2 separate regions of the Zea mays genome follow, and region 1 is linked to region 2. The links are chromatin contacts, called in public Hi-C maps. All regions are on one chromosome and are shown on one strand. Each heading gives the region's core, a stretch centred on a gene start, on an enhancer-like site or on the middle of the called end of the contact. The rest is flanking DNA. Distances are from core to core; before and after follow the strand shown.

Region 1 (4,952 bases), core at 2,250-4,749, 110 kb after region 2:
AAATGTTCTTTATGATTTTATCTATCTGCTAGAATTATATTCATATATTGTTTTAATGTCTTAGTAAATAGATAACCTCTAGTTTGAAAATAAAGTTATTAGAGCCTTAATAAAATAAGGGTAGATAATTCTAGCAAATGTTCTACTTTTGAAACTTAGCATCATGTAATGATTAACCCCATCACTACACTAACTCTATTTGAACAAATATTATAATAACATAGACTTGGTCAGTGAACAGCAAACCACCACGTGTAGTGATATACCCTAGACTTAGGGAACACTACATTGTCTATACCTTTATGTTGAACATGTGATTACTCTGGTGCATATGTTTGGTGTATTGTTCTTTTGTTATTCCCCAAGTGTGTTGAATGAATGATTGCTTTGCGTAGACAACTAGCAGTTCGTGTTTTCCGAGGGAGTTGCAGGAGAAGTCCCTGAGCAGCAACTTGGTGAAGGCAAGTGTCCTCTGACCTATTATGTCCTATTTACTTTATAATTCACTCTCCCGCATACCACGATCAACCTAAGGATTTACTAGTTTTCTATTTATCTGTCCTTGAATTACCTTTTTGGGTCGAGCTATTATGATCAACACTATGCTAGTGCTTTACTTTAATCAATGAACATGATGAGGATTACTTTATTATACGATAATTTATACTGGATATGACGATGAACATGTGACACTAAAGGGGGATAGGGCTATTTCTCGAGTACCTCTCTGTAAGGACCTGTTCGTTGAGAGACCACCTGGGATAACGATGCAACCATGAGGGTGAAATGGGGCGCCCTTAGCTAATTAATTAGAGGAACTATAGGTGTAGTCGATTCGCCATCGTGCCTTCATTGGATTATTTTATGATCGACATCGTGATGTAATAAGTTAATACTCCTTTATGTTATATTATTCGAGCACTCTGTGATGATGTTCATTTATGTAATTGTTCCGTACGTGAGTTCTGATCCTAGCACATACATGGTTCGCATTCAGTTTGCCTTCTGAAACATGGTGTGACACCAAGACCCGTCTTGGGTGACCTGGAAGGTGTCTGCGAGGGTTCGAGCCTTAGTTGTGGGAGTTCAGACCCGCATGTGCAGAATCTGAGCATGCCCGTATTCGGGCTACGTGGTAGCATCGGGCCTGTCCTAGAGCAGGGGACTATCCCAAGGCTAGCAGCCTTATTAGGTAAAGTCGGTTCTAAGGGGTTGGCTTGCTCAGTTCCTTGTCACGTGGATAGGGCTAACCACATGGGTATCTGCCTTGAGACACTAGCAGAGGGTACCCCAATTATGGGGTACCAACAGTGGCCCCCTGGCCCACCTCGGGAGAGGCTCTGAGCCCGCAGGTGGGGCCATAATCAACAATCTTGCTTAAGGTAACCTGATTGTGCCGACTGCTTAGTTGTGGCATGCCCATTATCATGTTAGTCGTCAGATCTCCTGTTGTTATATCAATCGCCGCGGCTCACTGACCTGTGCCCCCCATGCAGGGTAGATCATCTGGTCACGCACGTGACGCTTTGGCATGGCGCCAGGTGGTAAAAATGGGTTTTACCCCCTCCACAGCTCCCAAGCAGGTACTCATGTGCGCTCATATCACGCACCCGACAGTTCAGGTCCTCGGATGGTGGCATAACATGTCCTCACGTGCTTCTGGAGGCATGATCCCTCCATCTCCTTGGTACATGTCATTGAAGATCCGGTGGCTGAAGCAGCAGATGAAGCCCAGGCAAGTATCCAGGATGCTGCTATGCTGTTGTTGCTCGTTTCACGCGTGATTCACCGGATGCTTAGGAGCCAGAACTGCAGCGAGGCAAATGAGATCCTGGACCACGAAACTAGCATCAACTTTTGGCTTTCGCTGATGTAATATATCTTAAGAACTTGCGAAAGATGACATTGGAACTTATCTGTATATTATATGCTTGCGTTTGACCTTGGCACATGCGACATTGTCAATTTTTGTCATTTGACGCAGAGGGAGGACTTACTTCTCTTCTTGGTACCCTGCCCCCCAGGTCTCAATTGGTTGAGGCTAGCTACCACCAAAACAAGAGTTAAAATTTGATGCCCCGCCCCCTGGGAGGATTAGGTGGGTGAATTCCGTCACCCGACTAGAGTTTTCTCTCCAACAAATATCAACCACAAAGTTTCAATATCTTTGAACTCTACAATTTTAATATAAATTTTATCATAATGTGACCTTATATGAAAGAGTTATGATTTTTTATTCAATACAAGCTAGCATTGCTGTATGTGGCTTCTATCAATAATGATAGTATCATTTTTATCATTACATGTTGGGGAGCGAAACCTTAGGCCTGGGGGTTCTCTAACAAATCCTAACATGACCTTGTAAGTTTTCATAAATGAAGGAGTTGTAGTACTAGCTCTAGTGCGTGCAAAGGATCATCAAGGGGTGTGTGAAGTGGTCGATGTTGAAGGCAAGATGGACCCTCGGTGAAGGTTATGAAACCAGGTTGGCGGTCCCAACACCCAAAGGTCCACATAGACCTCTAAAGATGTCCTCGAAGGTATTTAAGGAAGGAGACACTTACTAACAAGTGGTGAGAACTCGAGCGAGAAGACGACCTCCATAGTGAAGGCTCTAAGCCACTTTGAGTAGTCCAATGGCCCATCACCTACATGACAATTTCTAGAGAATAGAGATCCTCTTTAGGGTTAGACATAAAAAATAAAAAATCGGATATATAGTTACTTTAAGTAAAATTAATGTATGCTTTGGAAAGAACAAAAATAGAGAAGTGACACGGGCCCTCGGGCCGCATATGCTGCCCTTCTACTAGAAAGGCCCGGATCCGTGTTGCTCAAACAGTTGCTGCTGCAACAGCCCACTGGGCACTACAACCCACCACCTAGGGATGGCAACGGGTACATACCCGTCGGGTAGTACCATTCCATACCCGTACCCATCAAAAAAAATTATACCCGTCGGGTTACCCATATATACTCGCGGGTATAAAATCTTACCCATACCCATACCCGCGCGGGTATTTTTACCCGTCGGGTAAACCGTACCCGCTAGGAAAGAATTAAATTCCAATATACCAATCACTCAAAATATTAAAGAAACATATAAAAACAACTTCAATTTCACATATAACAAATTATATGATTACATAACTTAGTATCTAGACAAATGATAATTAGAGAAGAGTTTTATTCTAGCTAAGTTAGACTCTATTAGATGTTTATAGTGCTATTGATGCGGGTATATTTTACCCACGGGTAGACGGGTATGGGTAGTACCAACCCATACCCGTACCCATCTACCCAACGGGTAGAGGTTTTTACCCATTAACATACCCGCGGGTAGAGAAATCATCCCGTACCCGCCTTCATATCGGGTAAAACCCGTCGGGTATTCGGGTTTCGGGTACCCATTGCCATCTCTACCACCACCGGTGCTCTTCCTCTAGTTCTCTGTGGCTTTCTCTATCATGTCTCACTCTCACACTATCGCCCCTTGAAAAATTCCCCGTCGATCCCGCGCACCATTTCGAAACCCCGCCCCCAAATCCCCGACGTCCCCGCCCAATGCCGCCCGCGCGCCGCCGCCCCCGCCGTGGCGGGACTCCCGCTGGCGCCGGGGACGACTCCGTCCCCTCCTCCTCCGCCGACCTCCTCGCGCTTGCCGCCACGCTCATCCCGGCCGCCGCCACCGCCGCACTCAAAGCCCCGCCCCAACTCAAGCAACTCGTGCACTCGCTCCCCGTCTCCCACCCGCTCCTCATCTCTCTCCCGCAAGCGCTCACCCTAGCCCTCGCTACCCCCTCCGACCCCGACGCCGGCTCCACTTCCGACGCACCCCCGCCCCCACCCCCTCCTCCACGCCCCGCCGCCGTCCTCCTCCACCTGCTCGTCACACACCCCACCCACCCGCCTAGATGGGAAGACCTCGTCTGCCCGCTCGCGCTGCTCCACGGTCGCCTCGCGCTCCTCGCCACCGCCGACCCACCGCTCGCAGCCCTTGCCGCCGCGTGCTTCGAGCTCGCCTGGCGCGCCGACGCGCCTGGACGCGAAGCCCTAGTTGCGCAGACGCTGCCCTACCTCGTGGCCCTGGCGCTCACCTCCGGCACCAGCGCCAGGCCGATCCTCCGCCGCCTCTTCGCGCTCCGCGACGCGCTGCCGCTGCTCGACTACGACGACGACCAGAGCATTTCTGATTTCAAGATGCTCCTGCTTCGCTGCTTCGTCTCGCCGCTCTTCCTCAAGGCCGAGGAAGGGAGGAAGTTCCTCGCACTCGTGCTCGGGGTCAGCGAGGGGATCGCCAGGGATGGGCTGGAGCTCATCAGGGCGCAGGTGGGGATGACCGGGGCCAAGCGCGCCGCGGTTGTAGCCTACGGGGAGGTCGTCTTCAGGGCATGGAAGGACGGGGGTTGGGTCAAGGGGGAGGTCGGGGAGGCGTTCCTGCAGGGGATGGTGGAGGGCGCCGTACACGCAGGGAGCAAGGAGGTGGCCAAGGCGGCCAGGAAGATCCTGTCGCCTTTCGTGGAGCAGAGGGCGGTTGCTGGGGTTGAAAAGTTGGTGTTCCAGCTTGCCGAACCTGTGTTGTTCCGTTCGTTGCAGGTATATATGCCTTGTCTTGTCTTTCTCGTGGTGGTTGGCAGTGTGTGTGTGACTACTAATAATTCCAGCGGGATTGAGATGAAATTAGCAGATAATAGAAACACTGAATGTAATTGCTTGCTGTTATATGTTATTTACCCCTTCAATTGAATTTAGGCAGAAGATTAATAGGATGTGGAGATTTGATATAATGCTTTCACATACTAGCTTGATTTGAAGAATACTCAAGTGATCTCTGACATAATACATCCCATAGTTTACTGAATATCGTCAATGCTTAGCTTCCATATATGGTTGACCACATCAGAGTTCCTAAAGGCATTATGTGCTAGGCTGACAGCAGGGTGGCATCTAGT
Region 2 (4,731 bases), core at 463-2,962:
TGTTTGTGCTGAAGGAAGAGAAGAAAGACTCATTCTAGCAGCTCCCTTGTGTTGATCTTCTGTCTCTTTACTGTCTGAATACCCTATAAGGTATAGAAAAAATGTGGGCTATAGAACTAGGTGGTGGAGTTGGTAAAGGTGAAGCAGTTCTTTGGAGCGTTTGTCTTGTCCTAAAATGATCTTGAACCTTGGGTGTCAAAGATGCAGGATTTGGTACCAATGGGGCAGAGTGGGCAACTAAAGTTGGGGATGTTGTATTTTTTGATGTGTTAACAGGTGGTCGAGGAAGCTCATGCAGTTCCTTGATCTTCGGTGAGGAAATGGTGGCGGCGAGTTGCTGAAAGTTCTCTTTGCCCGGGAACATGATCTAGAAGTCGCCTAGAGGGGGTGAATAGGCGAATAAAAAAATATTACTTAAAACTAGAAATTCTTACTATACTCGAAGACCGGATCACGGTGGAATGAAAGACACTTCGAGTAGGTCGTAGCAGAAATGAAGTTTCTGTCTCAAAATACCATGCACTTCAAAGATAGCTTATACCACAGATAAGTATTGAAGTGCAAGTATAAAAACAATTAAGACAGAGAGATAGCACACAACACAGAGCAGAGCACATTGATGCTGGCGGCAGCTGCTGCCTGAGGGCAGCGGCAGAGCTTATGATCGTCGAGACCTTTGATACCAGATTGGTAGAAGCTGTGTTTCCTATACTGACGATATGTTTCCGTTGCAACGCACGGGCATCCACCTAGTATAAACTATATATATATATTAAAAACCTCTTATTTAACCCATCTACCTCTAGCCGTCCTTTTGGCTTCTTTGCTCCAGCCTCCAGCACTGCACGTCTACAGTCTACACCAAGATGTCCGATCCGTGGTTCTGAGAGCTGCACTGCTGCGCACATCATTCGAGCACCTCCAAGTCAGAGAAGTGCAGAGGCGGACATGGATGGCATCGCCGGTCAAGCCCGGTGATTGGCATCTGCACTGACTACGGCGCGGCACCGCACCTGCCTCGTCAAATTTATAAATTTAAATTTAAATCTCGGCCAGCAACACGACATCATGAATTCAGTCGATGCGTAACCAAGGGGTATTCGTATTCTTGCTTGACCAACAACAAGCCGAGGTCATTCAGGAAAGTAATATCCAAGTACATCACACTCCTATAGAGTATCTTTATTTCTTGACCAACAGCAAGCCGAGGTCATTCAGAAAAAAAAAGAATCAAGTACGCGCAGTGATTAGCAGACGAGTGGAACTGACACAATCTCACTCTCTCTGTGCGTACAAGAGAGTGGGGCGAGACAGAGCGCCACTTAGGCTTTGTTCATTTGTACCGGATTGATGGGTCGGAACGATTCTTAACTAGATTGTTTCTCTAATTTATATAAACTTTGATTAGCTGGAACGATTTCGGGTGCAATCCGATAGAAACAAACAAGACCTTAATGTTTTTTTACATATAGGATGTAAACACTCTTTTATAGCTCCTCACATCTCATATCTACCGGAGACAAAAAACAGATCAAAATTTACAACTTAATTTTTTAGTATTTTGTTTTTTTATTTATATGAATTAACAGGTGTTAGATATGAGGTGCTATAAAAGAGATTATTTGCAGTAAAGAATTACTTTCCACTTTTAAAATAGAGGTGTGATCGGCTCAAGCACCAGCTAGCCACCTCGCTGCCTCGCTGGTGCTCTTCCACCTCCTGCACCACAGCGCCATTGCGCTTCCACGGCCAGCTACCGCTGCCGGAATATACACTGGTGGATCTTTAACAGGTTCCTCCGGTCCGATCCACCGCCAGCTTCCGACGTCGTACTCGGGCGGATCGGTTCCACAATGGGGGAACGGGGAGCAGAGGAGGACGGCTCGGGCGGCTCCTCCCTCTCCCTCATGTGCCTGGAGGACGGCGCCGACCTCGACGCCGGTGGCTCCGCGGAGAGCGCCGACGACGGCGAGCCGGCCGTCGTTGCTCACAGCGACGCCGGTGAGGACCAGGAGGAGGAGTACATGGACTACCTCGTGTCCAAGGAGAGCAGCTTCTGCTGCTCCCCTTCCTCCTCGCCCGTCTCCTCCGACGCCGGCGCCGAGACGCGCCCTTCGTCCACGGCGTCGTCATCCGACGAGTGGTTCCGCTGCGCGCGCCACGCCACCGTCGCGTGGGTCCTTGAGGTGATCGCTCGGCCGACGAGCCAGCACGATGGAGCATCGTCCGTCTTTAATCGACTTCCGTTTCGTTCTCTGACCGCACGCAGCCGCCCGATTTGCAGACGCGGGCTTACTTCGGCTTCTCCCACCGCGCGGCGTACCTGGCCGTCTCCTACATGGACCGCTTCTGCCTCCGCCGGTGCATGGACGTGCGTCATCCGTACATCCCATCCCAACCACGGTCGATTTCACTGACGGCGCCGCCGATTCACTGACGCGGTATGGTATGAATGTGCTGTGCGTGGACTGCAGGTGTCAGTGATGCCCTGGGCGGCGCGGCTGCTGGCGGTGGCGTGCCTGTCCCTGGCGGCGAAGATGGAGGAGTACCGCGCGCCGGCGCTGTCCGAGTTCCGCGCCCACGACGACTACGACTTCAGCAGCGTCTGCATCCGGCGCGTGGAGCTGCTGGTGCTGTCAACGCTGGGGTGGCGCATGGGCGGTGTCACGCCGCTGGATTACCTCCCCTGGCTCTCCTCCAGGCTACGCCGAGGCGGCGGCGGCGGGCTCGTTGCCGCCAAGGCCGCCGCGCTTATCTTCTCCGCCGCGGAAGGTTAGCCAACCACATGCATTGTCGCCCATCTCCCTCCCATCCATGCCTGGGAACCTGAATGCATCCGTGTTCGTGCTCTGTTCTCGCAGCTGCCAGTGTGCTCGACTACCGGCCGTCCACCGTGGCCGTCGCCGCCGTCCTGGCGGCGGCCCACGGCGCCATGACAAAGGAAGCGCTGGAGTGCAATATGAGCAGCCTCACTCCGTCCTGCCTGCTCGACAAGGTCCGTGCTTGCTCGGTTGCTCCTTGTACACGCACTCTGTTCGACTGTTCCCGACACGTCTCGAGAATGAACTCATGAAAACCTCACATCGTCTGTGCGCGCGGTTCCTCCCGGTGATCAATCAGGACGACGTGCACGCCTGCTACAGCACGATGCTGAGCGAGAGCTCCTCGCCTACGCCGAGCAAGCTGGCGGACAAGAGACCGCCGCCATCCAGCTCCGGCTCGATGACGTACGAGTCGGCCGACGCGGCCTCCTCGTTCGCGGCCACGGCGGGCCGGAGCAAGAGGGCGCGGCTGGAGATGCCGAGCATTGGCCCATGAGAAGCACCGCCGGCCGGGACACGATCGTTTTTTTTTTTTTGCCACTTGTCCTGTGCTGTGCGGCTGTGGCGGCCTGCCGGGGCTAATCTTCTTCGCCAACTGTAGTTTTTTTTTCTTCTTCCAGCTTTGACTTTTCAGTTGTTTGATTGATCACGCGGCGCGCGCGCAGCACGCTCTGCTGGAGAAACGGTGACGCGCACGGGCATTGCCCCGGCGTTGGAGATGGAGGGTTTGGTTGCCTTTGCTTTGTCTGCGTACTATAGTTTGATCTTAATGACCTAATCCACGTGCGTTGAGGTAAATAGAAGTGTAAATTATTTTAAGTTACACCTCAATCCACCTCAATATATATGGATTGGAGTCAATACTAAAACCCAAACTAGTCTGACTTTGCGAGAAGCGACATTGAAGATAGCAAGAGAGCACGAAGGAAACAAAAGCGGACAAAAAATCTCGAGCTTTCTTGTGGGATTTTTCATTTTTTAAAAACTATTTCAAATATAAAATATATTTTTTTAGGTTTGAAGAAAATTATATTTGGGTAGAGATGTAAAGGTTTTTAGATAGATCGAATAAGTTATGCAACTTTGGTTGAATGTAGTTGCATGTACTCTATGTTTAGGTTAATTTCTTAGAAATTTTTAGTTTTCATGTTTATGTTTAGTTACATTTGGTTAGTATATTTAGGTTTTGGTTTGTCAATAATAATGGTCGAGTTTAGGTTTGTCGGCGTTTCGACCCCGGGGGTCCCTGGACCGACGAGTAAATTGTCGTTGCGTGTCCCAGTCCAGATGGGTTGGCGCGAGACGGAACACAAGGGGGAACAAGAAAGGGAACCGCGGCTCGTGTTGTCCTGCGCCCAGGACGGATGCGCTTGCAGTAGGTGGTTACAAGCGTTCGCGAGGGAAAGAGAGAGAACCTGTTCGTCAGCCCGTCCTCCCGCGCGGCCACCTTCTCGTACGAGGACCATGGACCTTCCTTTTATAGATGTAAGGAGAAGGCCCAGGTATACAATGGGGGTGTAGCAAAGTGCTAACGTGTCTAGCAGAGAGGAGCCAGAGTCCTATGTACATGCCGACGTGGCTGTTGGAGAGGTGTTGGTGCCCTGTTCATGTGATGTCATGGCCGTCGGAGGAGCGCTTAAACCCTGTAGAAGCACAGCTGTCGGGGCTGTCGGGACCTTGCTGACATCTCCTTGCTTCCGTCGTCGTCATGGAGCATGTGGGGTGCCATCATTACTTGTTTTACCGGGGCGAGCCAGATGGGACGCCGGTCTTGTTCCCCGTAGCCTGAGCTAGCTAGGGGTAGGGTAATGATGTACCCCCCTGCGACGTGGTCGGTCCGAGCCCAAGGTCGGGCGAGGCGGAGACTCCTCCGAGGTCGGAGTTGAGTCCGAGCCCTAGGGTCGGGCGA

What was found. A called contact is a pair of places that touch in the nucleus more often than the background predicts.
Region 1: a Hi-C map of tassel shows a contact between it and region 2, with 2.6 times the contacts expected there. The contact joins the promoter of LOC100279225 here to the promoter of LOC100383217 in region 2. A contact is called at or near these places in 2 of 25 Hi-C or Micro-C datasets (ear and tassel) and 1 of 3 datasets of contacts at active chromatin or transcription factors (leaf).

The regions. Positions count from the first base shown.
Region 1 is chr1:261,282,879-261,287,830 of Zm-B73-REFERENCE-NAM-5.0, forward strand. It overlaps LOC100279225, which reads left to right and starts at 3,500. Exons shown (of 5, transcript NM_001152249.1): 1 at 3,500-4,596. The coding sequence starts at 3,565.
Region 2 is chr1:261,173,727-261,178,457 of Zm-B73-REFERENCE-NAM-5.0, forward strand. It overlaps LOC100383217, which reads left to right and starts at 1,713. Exons shown (of 5, transcript NM_001175879.1): 1 at 1,713-2,186; 2 at 2,285-2,371; 3 at 2,475-2,772; 4 at 2,862-2,995; 5 at 3,121-3,561. The coding sequence starts at 1,854. The coding sequence ends at 3,318.